Regions from separate parts of the Mus musculus genome. Here all the other regions are linked to region 1. A link is a contact called in public Hi-C, HiChIP or PLAC-seq and Micro-C data. All regions are on one chromosome and are shown on one strand. The core of a region is the stretch at or near the end of the contact, and the rest is flanking DNA. Distances in the headings are between cores, read along the strand shown.

The links. Hi-C and Micro-C count contacts between places; a contact is called where the count stands out from the background. HiChIP or PLAC-seq counts read pairs in DNA pulled down with a chosen protein or histone mark.
Region 2: a Micro-C map of embryonic stem cells shows a contact between it and region 1, with 2.0 times the contacts expected there. The contact joins the enhancer-like site here to the promoter of Tulp3 in region 1. A contact is called at or near these places in 1 of 39 promoter capture datasets (cranial neural crest), 5 of 484 Hi-C or Micro-C datasets (cortical neurons, embryonic stem cells, extraembryonic endoderm stem cells and 1 more), 7 of 115 datasets of contacts at active chromatin or transcription factors (embryonic stem cells, extraembryonic endoderm stem cells, pancreatic cancer cells and 2 more) and 1 of 9 other capture datasets (pancreatic islet).
Region 3: a Hi-C map of cortical neurons shows a contact between it and region 1, with 2.7 times the contacts expected there. The contact joins the enhancer-like site here to the promoter of Tulp3 in region 1. A contact is called at or near these places in 3 of 39 promoter capture datasets (the 3T3-L1 cell line and cranial neural crest), 1 of 15 datasets of contacts at CTCF or cohesin (embryonic stem cells), 8 of 484 Hi-C or Micro-C datasets (the N1E-115 cell line, cardiomyocytes, cerebral cortex and 4 more), 9 of 115 datasets of contacts at active chromatin or transcription factors (embryonic hindbrain, embryonic limb bud, embryonic midbrain and 6 more) and 1 of 9 other capture datasets (adipose tissue).
Region 4: an H3K27ac HiChIP or PLAC-seq map of microglia shows a contact between it and region 1, with 6 times the contacts expected there. The contact joins the promoter of Klrb1c here to the promoter of Tulp3 in region 1. A contact is called at or near these places in 2 of 39 promoter capture datasets (liver and pre-B cells), 3 of 484 Hi-C or Micro-C datasets (B cells, CD4 T cells and CD8 T cells), 3 of 115 datasets of contacts at active chromatin or transcription factors (bone marrow-derived macrophages, microglia and pancreatic cancer cells) and 1 of 9 other capture datasets (adipose tissue).

What each region holds. Positions count from the first base shown.
Region 1 is chr6:128,354,155-128,357,254 of GRCm38.p6, reverse strand. It overlaps Tulp3 (tubby-like protein 3), which reads left to right and starts at 1,404. Exons shown (of 11, transcript NM_011657.2): 1 at 1,404-1,517. The coding sequence starts at 1,477. It overlaps Rhno1 (RAD9-HUS1-RAD1 interacting nuclear orphan 1), which reads left to right. Exons shown (of 3, transcript NM_001326585.1): 3 at 1-255.
Region 2 is chr6:128,090,266-128,093,661 of GRCm38.p6, reverse strand. It overlaps a transcript of Tspan9 not described here. Among named protein-coding and RNA genes, the nearest start is that of Gm52879, 9.6 kb to the left of the region's middle. Within about 2 kb of position 1,986, at least 59 of the 459 cell types and tissues checked have an H3K27ac peak or open chromatin away from gene starts, as enhancers often do. A contact at or near this core is called in cortical neurons, embryonic stem cells, palatal mesenchyme and 1 more, where this site is marked.
Region 3 is chr6:127,972,045-127,975,038 of GRCm38.p6, reverse strand. All of the region lies in intron 1 of Tspan9 (tetraspanin 9), which reads left to right. Among named protein-coding and RNA genes, the nearest start is that of Gm15870, 29 kb to the right of the region's middle. Within about 2 kb of position 1,283, at least 51 of the 459 cell types and tissues checked have an H3K27ac peak or open chromatin away from gene starts, as enhancers often do. A contact at or near this core is called in cortical neurons, embryonic limb bud and pancreatic cancer cells, where this site is marked.
Region 4 is chr6:128,787,371-128,790,693 of GRCm38.p6, reverse strand. It overlaps Klrb1c (killer cell lectin-like receptor subfamily B member 1C), which reads left to right and starts at 2,053. Exons shown (of 6, transcript NM_001159904.1): 1 at 2,053-2,297. The coding sequence starts at 2,069.

The DNA of each region.
Region 1 (3,100 bases), core at 155-2,654:
AAAATCAAGAGAGAGCTCTGGTTTTTAATGGTTGACAGCCTTGGCTCAAAGGGTCCCAAGCCAGGCCTGTGTTGGTGAATACGATGGGGTCAGAGAGCTAGGGGACGGATGAGTACTTTAGGTTTGTGTTTTGAGATGTGTTTACAGTGGAAGAAATATGACGCTATCACATGTGGTGGAGAAATGGATTCCTATCAGTAACTTATCCTATGTGTACATAAAGTGGAAGCTCACACTCTAGTGTGGGTAGTGTGGATGTGCCTGTCTCAGTGGTCCTCTTACTCATTCAAATAGCATCTCTTTCAACCCTACTCATTTAGCACTAGCCCTTTCTAGACCAAGCAGAGCTTATGAGTGAAGATTTGTAGCACACACACACACACACACACAAAGGAGCAATCCAGAGTCCCACAGGGAGAGGGGCTAAGTGAGTGCAATGCTTTCCTAGCCTATGTGTGCAGGTATCATATTCCCTAGTTTTCAAAAATTAATTTCTGGGACCTGGAGAGGTGGCTCAGCAGTTATGAGCCCTGGATGCCCGGAGGCGCGAGTTCTATTCCCAGCACCCACATGGTGACTCACAACCATCTGTAACTCCAGTTCCGGGGTATCTGACAGCCTTGGGCACCAGGGATGCATATGATATGCAGACATACACATAGGTGAAACATACACATAATAGCCTAGGGCACGATGGCACATGCCTTTAATTCTAGCACTAGGGTGACAGAGGCAGTAGGATCTCAGAGTTCCAGACCAACCGAGGATAGTATAGTGAAATCCTGTCTCAAAATAAATACATTATTTTTTAAGTGAATTTTTGGATTCAACATCAGTGTGACTTTGGCCTTACTAATTAAGTTTATATGCTATAGTTCTGGTCATAAAGTCCTATAGGGACCAAAGCCACAAAGGCATTGATGGCTGGAGGCATGATTTACTGCAGAGAGGACAGCTTAGCTGCTACCCTCACTAAATAAGGACATTTGCTGAAGGTCCCCAGGTAGGGATCCCTCAGTCGGGCTTTGGGCAAAGGCTGGTTTGGGAGGCTGAAGGCCTCGGCTATCCCAGAGTCGGTGGTCAGATGCTGAGGCTTCAGGTGATAAAGAGTAGAAAACCCAAGGCAGCAGCCTGGATGTTCTCGGTGCCACAGAGGGGTGCTGGGGATCGCTCTGTGGGGGCCAGTCCCGGAGCGGTGGAATGGAGCAGCAGACTCTTCCGACCCAACCCCGGGGGGCTGCTCCCGGATCTAGCGCACGCGCCTTCGCCTCCCGGTGCCTCCCGCCCCCTGGAAACCCTCCAGCATCATGGCTAACGCCATTTGCCAGTGAGAGGGGAGCGTAGGGCACTGGACCAATGGGCGTCGGCGACAGTGCGGGGTGTGGTTGTCAGGGGCGGGGCCCGATCTCCTCCATCCTCTCCAGCCGGGCGGCGGCGTCTCGGGGTCTGGACGCTGATGCCACCGGTCGGGCGGGTATGGAGGCGGCGCGCTGCGCACCCGGACCCCGCGGGGACAGGTCAGGCGGCGGTGGGGCGGGCTGGGGTCTCCAGGGTGGGCGGGCAAGAGCGGAGGCCAAGATCGGGTCCCCAGCTGAGCAGGCGCTTTGCACACCCCGCGTCGCCAGAGCGCTCTCGCGTCTCTTTCCTGGAATTTACCCCGAACCTGCTCACCCTACTCCCCAAGGGCCTCCGATTCCCTCATTTGCAATGCGCTGTGCATCCCGTGCCGCCAGCACTCTTGAGCCGCTCCCCTGGAGTTTACCCTGGACCAGCTCGCCCTGCTCCCCTGGGGTCTCGATTCCCTTACTTGCAATGCGTTCGCCCTCCCCCATGTCTTTCACGAGTAGGATCAGAACTGAGCTGGAAGGAGGGCACTCTTGGGAGTCGACGCGGAAGGTCGCGAGTGATGGTTAATTGGTTCCAAGGCCGTTGCATTTGGCAGTCATTGCGGAATTCTGGAACGAGTCCGAGAGCTGAAAATGCAAAACTGTTCTTTTCTTCTTTCTTCCTTCCCCTGAGTTCTAGCAGTTCTTTCAATCAGGACTTAGTTTAGACTGATCCGTACTCTTGCTCGTGCCCCTGGCTTTTCTACCAATACCCCTCTTTTTGCCTGGTTCACATGGTGAGCTTGGAAAGACAAACGGGCTGCAATCTCAGCCTGTTCATTTCTTGTCAGCTAGGCTAACGAAAAGTTAATGGGGGGCCGTGTGAAATCACTGGCTCAAAACTTTGGCATGGTGTGAGGATTAAAATCAAACACGCCAACTACATTCTTCCTTTACCATTCCATTACCACAGCGATAAAGGCTTGGCGTGTTAGGATTTGGTCTGACGTTTAAACTGGTTTTTAACTGATCCGAAACCATATTTTACAAAGTTATAAAGACGGAATAGCGACCCCCCCACCCCCCGTGGGTCCCATCCAGACTAGGCTTCCCTGAAACTTAATAATAAGTTAATAAGGAGGACTTTGAACATTTGCCCCCTACCTCTGCCTCCCAAGGCGTCACCTGTTTTAATCTTTCATCAACTAAATTCTATAAACATGATAGCTGCTCTCTGAAATTTGTTTACAACTTCTCCATTTTGGGAACCGAAGATCCATTTACAAGGGTAAGGTCGGGGTAGGAAAGTTAGAATTCAGCGTGTATCCGGTTGAAATCAAATGATATCGCGTTCAGTTGAGGGATTTAGTTGTTAACGAAATGATTTTTAGAGAAGTAAATTTCTTAGGGATGTGATTTTATTTTTATTTTATTTTTTGAGATAGGTCTTATGAAGCAAGACTGAAACTCGATATTCAAACCAGGTTAGCCTCAAACTCATACAGACCCATCTGACTCTGCCTTCCATGACTCATGATTTTAGGGAACAAGGACTTGACTTTGAAACTGGGACCAGCTGGCAGGTTTTTGTTTTGTTTTGTTTTCATCTCCTGGACTTGAAGCTTTAAGCTTTAATGCCTCCTCCCCCACCTTTTCTTCCAAAGAAAGAAATCGACTCTTTAATTTCCAGTTGATTGACAGGAAAGGAGCCCGTGGGAGCCCCTAGTTTCTCCTGCCCTAGGAAGAGCATGCAGGTTTGTTGCTAAAAGCCAGTG
Region 2 (3,396 bases), core at 737-3,236, 260 kb after region 1:
CCCTTCCTGTCACTCTGTGTACATGGTGGGTCCCCCCGCCCCAGTCCACAGGTTTATGGTTTCAGGCCTATTTTTGACCATAGAATCAAAGCTGACCCCCTCCCCATGGAGGAATTCTTGGCAGGAGTACGCAGATGGAAGAGGTATTTTGGGGCTCTGAGGGTTTATTCCGAAGCCCCTTCACCATCTGCCGATGACAGAGACTCTACCCACCATGCTCTCTTCCTCTGAGGCCTGTCCCCACCCCCCTTCTTCAGACCTAGCTGCCTCAACAGGCCCCTTCCACCAGGGTAGGGTTGAGGCAGTGACACCCGGTACTCAATTTACTTAAAAAGCCACGTGGCTGTTACAGGAAAAATTCCCTGCTGTGAAAGATTTGCTAGCACCCGGGCCAGATTGGAGAGCCTCCATTCCCCGTGTAGTCTCCAATCATAGCGCCCTTCTGTGGGAGGTCACACGGGAAACTTGGTATGGATTGGGGATCTTCATCTCTCATCTCAGTGCCAAAAAGGCCACTTGAGAGTATGTGGTTGGGGGGTAGCTTCGTGAGAATAACTTGCTGGAGAGGAGGGGAGAGGAGAGGAGGCAGAACTGAAGGCTACCTGCTGAGTATCTATCATGATAGAAGAGTGCCACTGGCCAGCCACCCTGGTCAGTTCACTGGCTCTGCAGTATAGAACTGTCCTGGGTTGTAGTTTCCTCAGCTACCAATGGCATTAACTCTGCCATTGTGAGAGGTGATCCTTGGAGCTACTCCCAAAAGGTGTCACATGAGGTTGGCCACCCTGACCTTGTTGGAGGTCAAGCTCCAGGCAAGTGCTTTCCTTTTTGTGCGAGCCAGTATTGACCTTGAGTCTCCATCCCCCATGCTGTGGCTAACCCAGAGCTAAACAAGTCACAGTGTTAAAAATAGCCTCACCCTCACTTACATGTCCAGCGTGCTGCTTCTGCGGCGTGGATGGGTGATAGACCGACACTGTCTTCCCAGTTACCAAGTTACCAGTTACTGACATCTTAGTGTAGGTTAATCTTGTAGATATTTTGGCCTCAGAAGGACCCATGTAATGATCCTTTGTTGTACCAATGGGGGCATGTTAAGGTTTTCGGGAGGAAGGAACTTACCAGGCATTTGACAGACATCAGGGGTGAACCGAAGCATGCGCTCAGATCACACTATGTCTGTCTTGCCTCTTGGATGGGCAATACAGCCCAGGGTTCCGGAGGGCCCACTGTTTCTCTCAGGATAGCTGCTTTAGAGTTGACAGTCGCTCAGGTTTCAAGGCCCACAAGCAAACTGGAAGCTAGATGGCCTTCTATAAGACAAGAAGGAAGGAGGCCTTGGGACAGTAGCAGCTAGAGCTCTTTTGAGTCCTCAGTCTTCCAAGGTTGGAAGTAGGGTCTCTGAGGTGTAGGCCGAACTATGAGGCCAGCTGCCTAACAGGAGGGCGACCGCTAGTGAACACGAAGAAGTAGAGAAGATGGATGGGTGAGCCAGTGACTGGTGCCCAGGGCGGAAGGATGAGGGAGGTGGTGTGTGACATGGAAGAGACAGTGATGCTGGCACAGATGGGGGAAGGAGGGGCTGCATGAAGACAAGTGCGCAGCCTGGGGGCCCCTGGCTGTGGCAAGTGACAGGAAGAACAGCTGAAAGGAACCAGAGGAGGAGAGGAGGAAAGGCCACCCAGGACAGTAGGCATGGTCAGGACTGACATCATGCTTTGCTGCCTGCCGATTCAGGCCAATCGCCATTCCAGCCTTTCTGCCCTTTCTCCTAAGCCCTTGGATGGACATCTGGCAGGTCTTCTGTTTTGTGAGGGTGTTGCACTTTTTTTTTTATCTGGCACTCACGACTCCTGTGTGGGTTCTACTTGTGGTCACCTAGTCTCAGTCTGGACTTGTTGGGGAGGGGGATATAGCCCCTGAGACTTCTTGGTGGCCTTGTTGTGGTGCCTGCTCTTCCATGTGCTGGCCACTAGATGGCAGCAGGAAACCTGTTGGTTTTTTCCAGCAGGTTGTTTTACTCAGTCTAGCTTTCCTGGCCATGTGGCCCTCTGCCTCAGTCTCAAATCACATTTGTCACAGGTTCTTAGATGGTTCTGAGGCAAGGCTGAGTGAGATGAAGCCGCATCAGTCTACTTTTGAGAAGTGGCTGTCTCAGGACACTGTCACAGGCTTGGAGGTGGCCTTTCAGCACCCTACCTGTGGCCAAACACCCTTTGTAGGGTGTTCCTGCTGTAGACTACACTCTAGCTGTGCGTTGCAGGGCTGTGTGGGGCCCAGAAGCAGAGAACTGGGCTCTGAGGAAACTGAGACTGCCCACCTCCACCTCAGCTTGGCAGCCTGTGTGGTTGGTGCCAGACATGGAGGGAGGGGTCATGCCTAGGGCAGGACTAGCCTGGGAAGAGCAGTGCTGTAAGATCAAGGACAGAGCTTTCCTGCAGCAGGGACATACAGCACTAGCAAACTCCCTGGAAGCTCAGCTTGAGTCCAGAAGTGGGCGGAGTCTGCCGATTTCATGGCCCATCTACTCCCAGCAACCCCTGGGTGTAGTCCCCCATCCCACAGCTGGTCATAGCCACGTGTAGCCTTAGATCTCTGCAGGGTAGTCCCACAGGATGCCAAGCCACACCCCATTTCAGGTTCAGTCTTCAGTGCTCTGAGTGTTGTTTCTGGGTCTGCAGTTTTTGTCTGGCGTCAGGGCTCATATGTCTTTCCTACAGTTTTGTGTCAAGGACTGGGCTGTCCTCTTGAGACCCATGGCGTGAACTGGAGTCTCAGAGAGGTCAAGGGTATTTTCAACGTTTCCAAGATAAAACGCTGAACTGGCCATTGATCCGGAGGCTGGGACATTTTTTATTCTTCCTGTAATGATCAGCTTTGCACGTGGCGGGGTTAGTGGGTGAAAGAGAAATTCTCCCAGGATGCCAGAAATGGGGACACGATCTGTCACCACCCCCACCTACTACCTCTAAGTACCCTATTAGTCTGTACCCCAAACATAGCCAGGGATGGGACCCTAGTTGTTCTATGGAGATACCAGGTGGCCCCAGCTGCCAGAGCCTTCCGCTGGTTAGTGATGCTATGTAGGCATCTGGTAGGGGATGAGAGTGTTTGGTGGTGTGCCTTGCACTTCTAACTGGCCTATCGAGCTAGTGTTGCTGCCCAGACCCTACCCATGGTAGTTGCTCTCTCTGGGACCCCATTCTAGGTGGCCTCCCCGTGTGGAAGCACTGTCCACGATGGGGGCAATGGTGGCATGACTTCATGTCAGTGCCCTCTGCTGGGTATTTTTGAGGTTCCAGGCTGGGGTGGGGGTCCTAGGTCCTTGTGTAGGCGTGCCTACTTTATCAGCGGTCCTCCATCTGTGTGACAGGCTCAGTAAGGAGGTCCTTGTAC
Region 3 (2,994 bases), core at 34-2,533, 380 kb after region 1:
GCCCATTTCAACAGGTGGAGAGACACTAGCTTCTGAGAAAGCTGATGGGCCTGGGAAGGGTGTGCATCAGGGGAGCCTCCCTGAGCAGGCGCCCTTTCCTCCTGGGGGTAGTGAGCCTGTCTTTAAGGGCTGTGTTGGAACAACACAGGGTAGGTGGCAAACAGTCCTTGCCCTTTGCTCTCTAGGACCGGCATCTTCCTGCACCCTTCAGTGAAGCCCAGGACAGATCCAGATTGAATCTGCTCACCCTTGAACCCTACCAACCCCATGTAGAGAGCAAGGCACTGATTCCATATGCCAAAGCCAGACCCCAGCGTCCCATCAGATGAGTCATACTCCAACAAAGGCACCAGGACCCTCCCAGAGACAAGAGGACAGCAAGCCCCGAGTGCCACCGCACACACACACACACACACCAAGCACAGTATTCTTAGTGTCTGTACAGAACTAGCCCATGCTGGAATCATCAAAATGTAACTGGGTTGTAGGTTGCAGGTGCCTTATGCAATGTTTATTTGGAGGAAAATTAGGCTTAGAAATATGGGTGTGATCTCCCTGTCACCCCTGAGCTGGGGACTGTGGAGTGGAGCTGTGAAGAAATTGGAGCTTGTGAGGAGAACAACATCCAGTGAAGAATGGCCAAGGAGTGGTCCTATTCAGTTTGAAATTCTGCACACACTCAACAGGCAGCCAAGCTGCCGAGGCCACCAGTCAAACCAATGGCGCTTACAACGGGCTGTGCCCATGCGAGAAGTGCAGAGCTCAGCTCCGAGGGTGGGAGGGGAGCAGTGCCCGTTCCCTCCAGCTAGAGTGACTTTCACTGTGAGACAGATGAGCAGCAGAGGGTGACTCAGAGGTGAAGGATGTAAAAGCCCTTTCCTAGGCCAGGAGACTTGGGAGAGAGCGTTGCTAAGTACACATGCTCAAATATTTAAAGGCCTGTCACACTCGTTCCTGGTGAGCCTCTCGGAAATGAGGACTGATGCATGTTAGCCACAGGGAAGTGGGATCTACAGTTAATAGACTCCTTCCCTGGAGTTATATGGAGGGAACTGGAATGCAGACTGCAGGCAAATGCTCAGATCAGATGTAGGGGGGCGCTTCATGGCTGCCTCCCCTCTGGCCCTAGCAAATCTCTGCAGCCACCATCCTCCTGCTGGCTGGGTGACTTTGGCAGAAGACTCTGCCTTTGTCCTTTCTTTTCCATGGGTATGGAGTTGGAAACGTGCTCCCCGGCTCCCCTCCTCACCAGCCAGCAGCCCGTCTGCCTCTCTTTATGGCTATGAGAATGAATGAGCTGCAGAGAAAGAGGGCCGCTTGCAATACAAAGTAGTAGCCCCTCTCCCACCCTGGTGAGTGGAGCGAATCCTCTCTGCTCCCCACTGCAAAGTTCTTAGCAGGTTGTCCTCTTTCAGGGCCAGGCAGGGCTCTTAAAAGGAGCCAGTGTGTCAGGTGGTGCAATTAAAATTGTCAGGATTGTCTCTCTTTTTTGCCTTATCTGCTAATTTATTAACTGCCATTATGTCTTGGGCACTGGGAGCCCTCGTGTTCCCATGTCTCCTGCTGTCCAAGAGGGGTTTCAGAGGCCCGGGGATGGTGTAGCGCTGCTGCTGGAATCTACACTCAGAGACCATGTCTGCAGCAGCTCTCTTCAGGTATAGGAGGTAGTGAGGCTGAAAAGGCCAGTGGTGTGCAGGGCTGTGTGCTAGGCTGGGAACACCATGTTAGGAGTTCCTGACGGGGTACTGGGGCTTCCAGGAGTGGAGAGGCCAGGGTTTAGAGGGAGCTTCTTTCTTGAGTGGGAATGTGGATGTGCATGTGCCCCCGTTCCTGAGCTCGCCCACCCACTCAACCCCCTACCCACCCACCTACCCACCAGTCGCTGAAGAAACATTCAGTGTTCCAAGTATTTTCTGGGTCCGGTGGTGGAAGGACAATGGAAGAGCACGAGTCTGATCCTCAAAAGGAGCTGTTTTTTTTTTTTTTTTTTTTTTTTTTTACGACAGAAGCCTTGGGAGGGGGCTAGCATGAACTCATGACCACGCCCTGGATCAGTCCACTCTGGGAGGGCCCATCTTTCCCCTTGTGAAGGGCTGGGTGGGTGGAGGTGATATGGAGTCTGACTAGATGGGGATAGAGTACCCAGACATGGGTGAATTTGGAGCAGCCGTGGCCCTGGAGAAATGGGTGCCTGTGTGGATGTCCTACCTGGGGGCAGAAATATGCGTTAACTTGACCAGTCAGTCAGTATAGCCAACCTGAAGATGAGATGTGGGCGGTTAGTATGTGGCTAGCAGTGAGGGGAGTTTGGTTGCAGGGCTAGCTTGGCCTGTCCACATTACTTTGGGGGCCTCCGTTTACCTGCTAGGCATGTGCTGGGTAAGTTCCTTGGAGACGAAGAAGCCTGAGACAGGCTGATAGACTCGTGTCGTCTAGGGAGCCTGCACCTTTCCTTTTGCAGGCCTAGGACAAGGTCCAGATGGCTGCAGTGCATGGACAAGGCTGGGGTGCCATTCTCGACCACGAAGACGTATCGTGAACAGGGCAGACCAACGTCCCAGCCTTGATGGGCTGGGTGCAGACATTAGGTTAGGGGTTTGTCTTATCAAGTTCGCATGTCGGTTTCTAAATGAAACTTTTGAAAGGCCCTTGGTTGAGTGAGCTAACAGAGGAAGCTTCTAGCTTAGGAGCCACCTTAGCTTGCCCTTGCTTAGAGACAGGTTCCAACCAGGACTGGACAACGTGAAGGAACTGAAGACCCCACTTGGTTGGTGCTTATACTGGCTGAATCCTGATACTCCTGAGTCACTCTGCCTCACCCCAGATTCTCCAGTCTCCGGTTCTATGGTCATCTCGGCTGAGACAACCCTCTGGTTTTAGAAGGGAATTTTCTCGAATGCCACCTACTAAGCTCTCTGGCATCCAGCTTTGGCTGAGCTGCCATGGCCTTATGCTTCCTGAATGGTCCCCACCATGGGAATAGGGGTGGTTCCT
Region 4 (3,323 bases), core at 804-3,303, 430 kb before region 1:
CTCTGGGCACTTCTGGTCACTTCACGCCTTAGCCAGTGCCTGTTAAAGAGAACATCACACCTCAGAACTGTGACTTTTCACAAGGCCACTGTGGATTCCTAGAAGCCATAGACACCTTCAGAACTCAGTAAAACCTCTATGTCCTCAAAGCACCATTTGAATCTTCTGCTAAGAGCATCAGCCTTCTCCTTCCTGACCTTTCTAACGCATCTCCACAGTTTTCATTGGTTTCCAGGTTATTAGGTGGTTATAAGCCACCTAAATATTTGCAGAGTTTATTCACACACTCCCCACCTAAGGCTCCTGTTATCTTGGCAAAGGAAAGGGATTATGGGCAGAAACAAGCATCACTAATAAGCATTTGGGTGTGTTCTTTATATACTAAGGCTTGAGGTTCTTATATATGCTGAAATCTTTTATGTACTAAAAGTTGAATCCATTTTCATGGATTCTCTATATTTGACTGTAAAATATCATGACTAAAGATGAAAAATATTGTGTGATTGCTAAAATCTTCGGTCTAGGCAAAGCATGAAGCGTCAGGAACATAGGCAATTGAGTGCTTGCCTCAAATTCACGAGGACTGAAAAAAAAATAGATGGAGCATGGTGCAGAACCCTATGCTCAGCCTTGTGTTGAGTAAAATGGCTGTCATCAGAGACAGCTGAGGAGGCCCCACTGAGTCTTAAGTGAGCTGTGAGGCCCTCATATATAATTCCCCCTGCTTCCTTCTTCAGTGATCTTGTGGCATATGCTATGAGTGTGCACCTTCTGTCTCCTGGAACTCTCAGCCAGCTGACACCTGCACTGTCATTTAGTGATGAGTGCCTGGTACAATTCCATTCTGACCACAGAAGGTGACTTTAAGGAAGTCCTTGCTTTTCTTTATCACTTATAATGTGTGAATGTGTGACTCGGCATTAGTAGTCCTTGCTCTAAGACTCTAGGCCTGGAAACCCTTGGAGGAGTTATCACATCCCATAGACCCAAGTCCTCCACTCCCTGAGCTCTGACAGATGAAGTCCTTTCACTCAGGTGAATGATGTTACACCCACCTGGACCTTCAGGACAGGGTAGAGCCAGAGCTGCAGGTGTCGCTCCGCCCTCAGTGTTTTTCCTGTTGTGTCAGTCATGAATTCTTCCCACAGTCATGACATGTCCACATCTCACAGCTTCCTTCACAGCATGGATGTTTCAGGAGGATCTTAGAGCTTCAGCTCATGTCACGTATAACTGTGGACTTGCACATATTACTATTTATTTTTACAATAATATATTGTATCTTGATTGCTGGTAAATTGGTAAAAATCAGTCACTTAAATTTGAATTGAGGAAGAATGTTGCATTTCACTGACCCTCGGCTGCATTCACCTTGAGAGAATAACTCAAAACAAATGGTTACCAGATTCAGAACAAAAGAAGACCACATGTTACACCTTCCTTTCTTAAGACAATAACATGTAATGGGAGCAGATGCAGAGACCCACAGCCAAACATTAGGCAGAGCACAGGAGCCCCATGAAAGTGGCAGAGGAAGGACTGTGGGAGCCAGAGGCATGGAGGACACCAGGACACCAGGAGAACATGGCCCACAGAATCATCTAAGCAGGGCTCATAGGGACTCACAGAGCCTGAAGCAGCAGTCATAAAGCCTGCATGGGTCTGCACTAGGCCCTCTGCATATATGTTATGGCTGTCAGCTTGGTATTCTTCTGGAATTCCTAACAGTTGGAGTTCGAGTGTCTCTGACTCTTTTCCCTGCTCATGGGAATCTTTTCCTCCTGCTGCACTGTCTTATCCAACCCTGGTAAGAGGATTTGTGCCCAGTCTTATTGCATCTTGTTATCCTGTATTCAGTTGATGTCACTGGGAGGCCTGTTCCTTTCTGAAGGGAGACAAAGGAGCAGTGGATCTGGGGGAGCGGAGAGGAAGGGGAAGTAGGAGGAAAGGAAGGAAGGAAAGCTGTGGTCATGGTGTTTTGTATGAGGGAAGAACACAGAAAAAAAAAAAAAAGACAGTAGTGTGTAAGCTGTGTGGGTGGGACAGACAGCAAGGTCAGTCAGTAACCATGGAGAAACCCTCAGAGACAGGAATCAGTGGGTGTGGGAACAGAGCAGAGCATTCACAGAGGACTTTCTTTTGCTTATTTCACCTCAAAGGCCTTGGAGTTTGTCCCTTCTCACCACCAGTTAAGTGTTGCATCTCCTGTGAAATGGACACAGCAAGTATCTACCTCGGTTTAAAGCCACCCAGGACACTGGGGGCTTGGCATGAGTCACCCCCATCTCTTCCCCCAGGTCAGTCACTTTATTTTTCCTTGTAACATTAGAATATCTTCCAGAGTTATGATTTTTCTTACAGTTTTAAGTTATTGCTATGAAAGTGAGCAACCATCTACCAGCGCTGAAGAGTGTAGATGGCTACAACTTTGGATTAATAAAAAGCTCACTGGTTCCATCTTTAATCAGTCAGTCAGTGTGAAACTTGAGCAGGTATTCTTTTGACTTTAGCCACAAGATCCTGAAGATATTTCATATCTACAAGGAAAGAGATTCTTCTGGCAGGCAGACTCACTATAAAGCGTCTTGCCTGGTCCAGACTTCTCTGCAGAACACAAACACCACGACTCCTCTCCATGCCATTCTAGCACTGAGCACTGGAGGAGTTGAGGGATGTGGCACCCTGTTTGCCAGAAATGTGGAAGACTGATAGGAGGCATTTATGAAGGGTACCATGACTTAGGGATGGATGAAAAGAGACAGACACAGAGGCCGAAAGTATGTCTACAGTGGTCATGGTATGGTATGGAGTTCAGTGACATAACTGAGTTTCCTTATCTAAAACTGCAGTGCTTAAAATCTAGCCTGTCTATACTGTGTCAAGAATGTAAACCCACAACTCTTTAAGGCTGTTTGTCAGAAACTATAAAAAAAAATAGTTAAAAAAAAAATCAGGAAGCCGGGCATGGTGGTGCATGCCTTTAATTCCAGCACTTGGGAGGCAGAGACAGGCAGATTTCTGAGTTCGAGGCCAACCTGGTCTACAAAGTGAGTTCCAGGACCTCCAAGACTATACAGAGAAACCCTGTCTCAAAAAACTGAAAAAAAAAGAAAAAAAAAAATCAGGAAAAAAGTACAGAGAAAAAAGTCACCAAAACTGCATTATAAACTTTACATAGGGTCTGGGAAAGTGGAGGGTTTTGTTGACCAGAGGGGGATTTGAGGGGCCAGTTATGTGTGGTAGGTGCAGGCAAGTGTTTGCTTTCCCTGTTTATGATTGCAAACATGGAAGACATGACTTGAGAAGCTGAAGGTTTGGGGTTT